Regions from separate parts of the Mus musculus genome. Here region 2 is linked to region 1. Evidence: chromatin contacts called from public promoter capture Hi-C data. All regions are on one chromosome and are shown on one strand. The core of a region is the stretch at or near the end of the contact, and the rest is flanking DNA. Distances in the headings are between cores, read along the strand shown. Region 1 holds the start of 2310030G06Rik (RIKEN cDNA 2310030G06 gene). Region 2 overlaps 1810046K07Rik (RIKEN cDNA 1810046K07 gene).

Region 1 (3,390 bases), core at 350-2,849:
ACCACAAGTTCAAAGCCAACATGGTCTATGTAGTGAGTTACAGACCAATCAGGGCTACAGATCAAAACCTCCCTCTAAAAATAAGTAAATCAGGGCTGGCTGTAATGGTACAGGCCTTTAATCCTAGCACTAGTGAGGCAGAGTCAGGCAGACTATTGAGTTCAAGGCCAGCCTGGTCTACATAGAGAGCTCCAGGACGACAGAGAGAGAACCTGCCTTAAAAATCAAACAAAGAATAAATAAATATACATGTAAACAAATATACACTTATAGGCAGGGTCTTATTTATTTGTCTATTTTTAGTTTTTTGAGACAGGGTCTCTCTATGTAACCTTGGCTATCCTGAAATGGCCTGCCTCTGCCTTTCAATAGCTGGGATCAAAGGCATTCACTACCATGTTTATCCAAGTTTCCTTTTATTGCTGACTTCTGTATCTGTCACTTCCTGGTACCCAGCACATGCTCAGTTGATATTTGTTTAATAACCAACTAGATTAATAAACTAGCAGGCACAGGACTGGAGTCTAGTATTGTTTTCAAATTTTAGGTGCTTTCCAATGTATCTCACTTTTCTCTCTACATGTGATGTTTACCTGTAAATAAGTATTCTTTGAACTCTGACCCAGACATGGATCATATAGCTAAGAGGCAGCTGACAGGATGAAGCCATATTTGGGAGTTTGTAGTGGTGGTGAACACCCTGGGGGGAAAGTTACAAAAACCACAAATAATCTATTATTTGGTGGGGTTTTTTGTTGTTGTTGCTGTTGTTTTTATTTTGTATTTTTTGTTCTTACTAGCTTTCGATCTCTAAAACCAACCTATGATACAAATAATAGGGACTGTATATTTTTAAAAAAATCGAGGACCCAGTGAATTGACTGGACTGCATGAGGCCACACAGCAAATAGCATGAAAGTTATATTCACAGTTCCAGTGGATTCTCTTCCTTCCCACTTCTGCAGTTTCAAACAAACATTTGTCCAAATTCAGTTGCTCAATCCATGGTCACATCTCTGATTACCTAGTGAGGAAAGTATGGGCCCTGAAGTCTAGCCTCCGCGCTTGGAATCTTGTTTTACCTGCTAAGCTACTAGCCATGTGACTGACACTACCTTCTCTGAGCCTCCGCTCCTTAACCGGCCAAGATGGGAACAACGGTAAGACCACTCACTCACAGAAGACCTGGGACAATTAACCCAGATTAGAAAGTGACTGCACATAGAGAGCACTCCAATGCTCCCGTTATTATGATCTGCGGAAGAATAAAAAAGGAGAGAGCATCGGAAGGAAGGAAAGGAGAGAAGAGAGAAACCAGGCTGGCCCACCGGTGCAGCCAACCTCTGGCCACTCTCCAGCTTGCTGTGTTTTCCAAGCGTCCTAAGGCACCGCTCTCTGCTCCACCTAGGACGTGGCAGGTGGAGGAAGGCACGGACGGTCTCCAGGCTGTCTGATTCTCAGGGTTTCATATCCACCACCGGAGGCGGTCCCCTCCACCTTTCGGCCCTACTCACCAGGTTCCCCCACAGCAGAGCCGGTTTCCCATGGCGGTTGTGTCTCCCAGGGAGCCCAGCTGGTTTTCAGACATAAAGAGGTTTGCGCATTTCCTGGTTCCCGGCTGAGCGAACGGCAACGGCTCCCAGGAAGTCTGTCAGGATCAGATTTCAACCGAGTAGGTTGGACCTTGGAAGCCACCTGGTGGAATGATTCCCAAGTGACTGTTCGCAGCCAAAGGGCAGGAAGACACACGGGCTCCAGGTGAGAGTTATCTCACCTTAGGGATTTGAAACTCCTTTTGATGAAGCTGCAAGCTTCGATTTATAAAGAAACCTGAGATACAAAAGGGCTCTGAGTTTCCATAGGAAATGTGTCTCTCTGTATCGCACGGCCTTTGAAATAGACCCTCCATAAGGGAGTCAAAGCTCGGCCACTACGTTTGCCCTACCACACTCAGGTTTGAGTTTCACTGTCAAGGTAATTGGTACTAGTTTCTGATGTCCTCAATTTGGGTTTGAATCCTAGAGGCTTTTGGAACCTGAAATGTAGGAAAATGGAATGCTCTCATATTCCCACGACTAGAATTAATAATGTGCGCATATCTCCTAACCATTTACCATCTAGATTTCCAGCACACCAAGGCATAAGTACTGAATGTATTACTTAATCCTCTTTCTGGTATAAACCAGATGGCTAACTGATTGGCACGGAGCACTCAATGTTCTCTCCCCAGTCCAGGACCATGAAATCTCTACTTACCCCTGCTTGTAGCTTCTGCTTCCAATGACCCAAAATTGGATTCACTCTTCCCTGGCCAGAAACTATGAGGCAGCTGAATGAATTCCCCTGAGACAATATGTTACCAGGTTGAGTATGGTGTATACCTCCTGGCACTCGGGAGGCAGGAGGATGAGGATCTCTGAGAGTTTGAGGCCAGCCTGGGCTACAGGAGCAAGTTTCAGGACAGCCAGGAATTCATAGAATTCATAGAGGTACCCTGTCTTAAATAAACAGAAACAAACAAGAGAGAAAGAAAGGAAAGAGAGAAGGGAGAATATGTCTCTAAGAAAATCTTTGAAACCTGCAATTCCGATCTTCAATATTTTCTTGGCATTTTGAGTATTGTCCTGGAATATTCATAGTCAGCCCTGAACTCCATGGAGTACACTGGATTCTGAATTCCTCCTCATCTTGGGAAAAACGGGCCTGAGAGTGGCCACTTCATAGGGCTGTGATAACTGAATGAGGTATGTGTGTACAAAGCTTCTGAACAGGCCAGACGCATGGGACGCCCTCAGTAAGTCTTAACCATTGTTACTACTATTGTTCTCAGTGATCAGATGGCTAAGCATTGTATTCTACTATCTCATGTTCCAATCCTGCAGGCCATTCCGTATCCTACTATTAACTACATTCCTTTCATCCTGTAACCTGCGTCCCTGTCTCAAAAGCCAGTAATAATTTCCTATCACTTACAGGATAGAACTCTCAAAGCCCTTCATAATTTGCTTCACTTCCATCCAACCTCTTTGGCAGCTTAAAGGATCTTACCCAGATTTTTAGAGGGCCAGAAACTGCACAGAAAAGACAAAAAAGCACCCGGTACACCTTAAAACACAGCAACCGGAGTGTAGAGGGTTAACAAAGCCTGGAGAGGATTGTATCGAAATCCAACCCAGTTAGTCCTTATCTGGAAGTCTTTGAGACTTCTCATTGACGTTCAGGTTCTATTGTCAGTCTGTTACAAAAGAGATTGTGTGTGGAAGAGGCAGTGCAGAAAGTGCCACAAAATATGGCTGAATGGACAAGTCACAGCTTTACTGCTTAGAAGAAATTAACCAGCCTTGGTTATGCCAGCCTGTTGGAAGCCCCGAGTGAATGTGTACTTTGATA
Region 2 (3,390 bases), core at 396-2,895, 560 kb after region 1:
TACCATTAATCTTTCAGATGATGTTATAATGTGTCCTCTGGTCTATAGATCGACACAGCCTGGGTTCTCATCTAGATCTGTTTCATCACAACTTGGTGTAGATAGAGAAGTGAGGACACAGAGGAGAGTTGGGGTGACTGACTGTCTTGTGAGAATGGGACTTGGTATACCATCATATAGACGGTACCCGAATCTAGTCTGAAAAGATGACAGGAAATCATCAAGCAGGTTGGAGGAGGATGTGCCACTGAAGAGAAAACCAAGGCTGGGGATGTTTGCAACAGTGTGTCTGAGAGGTGGGAAGGCAAACAGGAAGTGCAAAGACAGGGAATGACAACGAGGGAGGAGCTTGAGGAAGACACAGGAGCTCAGTTATAAAGGGATTGGGCTGTGCTAAGGGCTTGGACTTTGTCCACCAATGGGCATTGAGTCTTTAGAGTCTCTGTGGTGTAGCCACGATGAAAGTGCTATTCTAGAACACGGTCTCTGATGGTGAAGCCATGGGTCTGGAGTTGTTGGCAGAGCTAGTGGCAGCTGCTGGAAGTCCAGTGGAGACCTGATGATAAGGGTCTGTCTGGCAGAGTGTCAGGAGGCTGGCAGGTGATACCTCTGTCTGCGTCTGTTTGTCATCCTTCTAGTAGCTGTATGAGGATAGCTGATTCATGCCTCTAGGTGCCGAGAGCTGTTCTGGCCACATGTCCTGGCCACTGTACAGTTCCCAGGGCCTTTTCTCTTTTGCTCACCATTGACTACTTTCACACTGACACTGGTGTATGGAGAGACTACCACATCTCCCCATCCCACACTACAAAATCGAAAGACCCGTACATTCTTCCATGATCTAATTTAATGGTGCACTGTGCAGGGCTGATCCTATGGTCAGTAATTATGTTTCATTGAGGAATGAATGGTGAAACATCCTTATGAGCACTTACTTTATATTTACGAAACCTCACTCTGTGTGGGGAGTCTTCACACTTGGTAACCTAGGCAACCGTAGGGACTACATCATTGAATATGTAGAAGGAATGATTGATTAAAGCTTTCAAAAGCACAGAGGAGGAGTGAAGAGCAAAAGCCATGTTCAAATTCTGAGGGAAAGGAACTTATTATGGAAACACAGATTTACTTTGTAATCACCTGTGTAACTATATGTGGTACAATTTGAAGTCAGTTAAACTGTTGTATCAACTTAGGTTCTATCCAATGGTTGCAACAAACATCTGTAAGAATGTATGTGAAACTGAACTTAGCGGTACAGTGTGGGGAGACTTCCACAGATATCTACTGTATAGTCTTTATACTTCCTACTGTGTATTCTCTTTGGCAGTTACACAATGGGTTGCCTTTGTAATTAAGGCAACTAATTAATATTAAATCAACATTACTATTAATATTAAAATGGATGTCATCTTTATACCTTTATGGTTAATTTCTCATTTGATAAAAAATATGATTCCAAATGTCTTCAATTTCTGAGCCATGAGCTATTTTATGTCCCTTGGAAAGCTCACACGATGACAGAATTCCAATTTTTTGACAGTTTCTTAAAAATTTTATTTTAACAGCTCTGCTGCTTGGCACAAAATTATGTCCAGGCTGTGTCTGTGAGAAAGTGATTGCTGTTGCCTAAGTTACGAAATGAAACATATTTTTATGCTCCTGGCTCTTGGTGTGCCTTTGAAATGCTGCTTGTATTTATGCAGCTAGGTTAGAGCAAGGGGAGCCACTGGGAAGCCTTTTGGCCAGCGAAGAGATTGCAGAACTGCAGCCCCACCAGATGGACCAGCCAGGGTTGTTTTGCTGTAAAACCTGATTATTTTTGCAAGCTGCATGAAAGAATTCTCCACCAGGAAGGATTTTAAATTTCATGACATTTAAAAAGAAAATTCCACAGAACCAATAGAACAGCTGAGAAAATAAGTTCCCTATGAAAGGCTTGCTCTTATTATTATTTAAAAATTTTCTGCAATTGTGCAGGAGCAGGTGGCTGGGTGGGGACCACGGAAAACTCAGGAAGTGTGGTTCAGTTCTCCAAACAGGGCAGGACAGTGGGCTAATTAAAGTCAGACAATAGGCGGTCTGGAAAGCCTTAGAAAATAAAGCGTCCATTCAAATGAAGAGCAACCATAGAATGTGTGTCCCTAAATTCAAACAACGGCATTTTGCGTTTATGAGGCATCCAGTGCTACGAAAATGTTGTTTTATGTTTTTGGGAGGTGGGCAGGCTGGAGAGATGGCTCAGCAGTTAAGAGCACTGACTGCTCTTCCAGAGATACTGAGTTCAATTCCCAGCAACCACATGGTGGCTCACAACCATCTGTCATGGGGTCCAGTGTATTCTTCTGGCATGTGTCTGAAGACAGCTACAGTGTATTCATATAAATAAAAATAAATAAATCTTTAAAAAAGGAAATATTTATTATTATTGCTGTTATTATTATTATTTCTGGGCTCATGAAGGAACTTCCTTAGCGAGGCTGAGGAGCAACCTTCCAACCACCATGCCTTGAGAACAAGGAAAAGGTCTGGGGAAGATATTCTTCGATTAGATGTGAATTCCCTCTATTAAGAACTTGAAAACTAATGGGAAATAAGAAATGGATTGTTTTCTGTGGGAAATTTAGAAAAAAATAGTAAGGTAAAATGAAGTAAATGTATTAAAAATTCAAGCTTTCTCAGTGGCTTTAATAACCAAACAACCATGAGGTGTTTCTCAAAATATAAGAAAAAAATCACAGGGGAAAAATAAAAATATAAGAAAACATAAAACTCCCAAACGGTAGCAAACTATTAAATACACATTAGCATGTGGTGACAGTTCATTGTGCCTTAGGCAAACAAGATAATCTTACTGAAGCCAAAACTATTATAGGATTGGTTCCAACTATGAGAGTCGCAGAGGCGAACAATAAGTTTAATGGTTAATTTTAGGAAATCCATGCCACTCATGAGTATGTCAAAGCATGTCACTGACTTTTTTTTTTTTTTTTTTTTTTTTTTACACTCATGCCTTCAGAGCTTGAGTCACTTTGTCTGAAACTTTACAACCCCTGATTTCAAATGGCATTTTTTTCCTGTTTTTTTTTTTTTTTTTTGAGACAGGGTTTCTCTGTATAGCCCTAGCTCTCCTGGAACTCACTTTGTAGACCAGGCTGGCCTTGAACTCAGAAATCCGCCTGCCTCTGCCTCCCAAGTGCTAGGATTAAAGGCATGCGCCACCACTGCCTGGCTCTCAAATGGCATTTTTACATTGCTATATTCTTAGATCTTAGATCATAGCTGTGAATTTATGTGATCAACTTCACACTTCTAAAACGTGGATAAGCAGCTTCTGAAAATCGCTTTGCATGGCTTCCTCCAGCCACCACTGCTAGTCAGTATAATTAC

The links. Promoter capture Hi-C pulls out the DNA fragments that hold promoters and counts their contacts.
Region 2: a promoter capture Hi-C map of hippocampal neurons shows a contact between it and region 1, with 2.1 times the contacts expected there. The contact joins the enhancer-like site here to the promoter of 2310030G06Rik in region 1. A contact is called at or near these places in 6 of 39 promoter capture datasets (3T3-L1-derived adipocytes, the C10 cell line, the HPC-7 cell line and 3 more), 1 of 484 Hi-C or Micro-C datasets (the HPC-7 cell line), 1 of 115 datasets of contacts at active chromatin or transcription factors (bone marrow-derived macrophages) and 2 of 9 other capture datasets (adipose tissue and liver).

Annotation. Positions count from the first base shown.
Region 1 is chr9:50,744,928-50,748,317 of GRCm38.p6, forward strand. It overlaps 2310030G06Rik (RIKEN cDNA 2310030G06 gene), which reads right to left and starts at 1,600. Exons shown (of 4, transcript NM_025865.3): 1 at 1,515-1,600. The coding sequence starts at 1,546. It also overlaps a transcript of Cryab not described here.
Region 2 is chr9:51,303,651-51,307,040 of GRCm38.p6, forward strand. All of the region lies in intron 2 of 1810046K07Rik (RIKEN cDNA 1810046K07 gene), which reads right to left. Among named protein-coding and RNA genes, the nearest start is that of Gm39338, 7.7 kb to the right of the region's middle. Within about 2 kb of position 1,646, at least 19 of the 459 cell types and tissues checked have an H3K27ac peak or open chromatin away from gene starts, as enhancers often do. A contact at or near this core is called in hippocampal neurons, where this site is marked.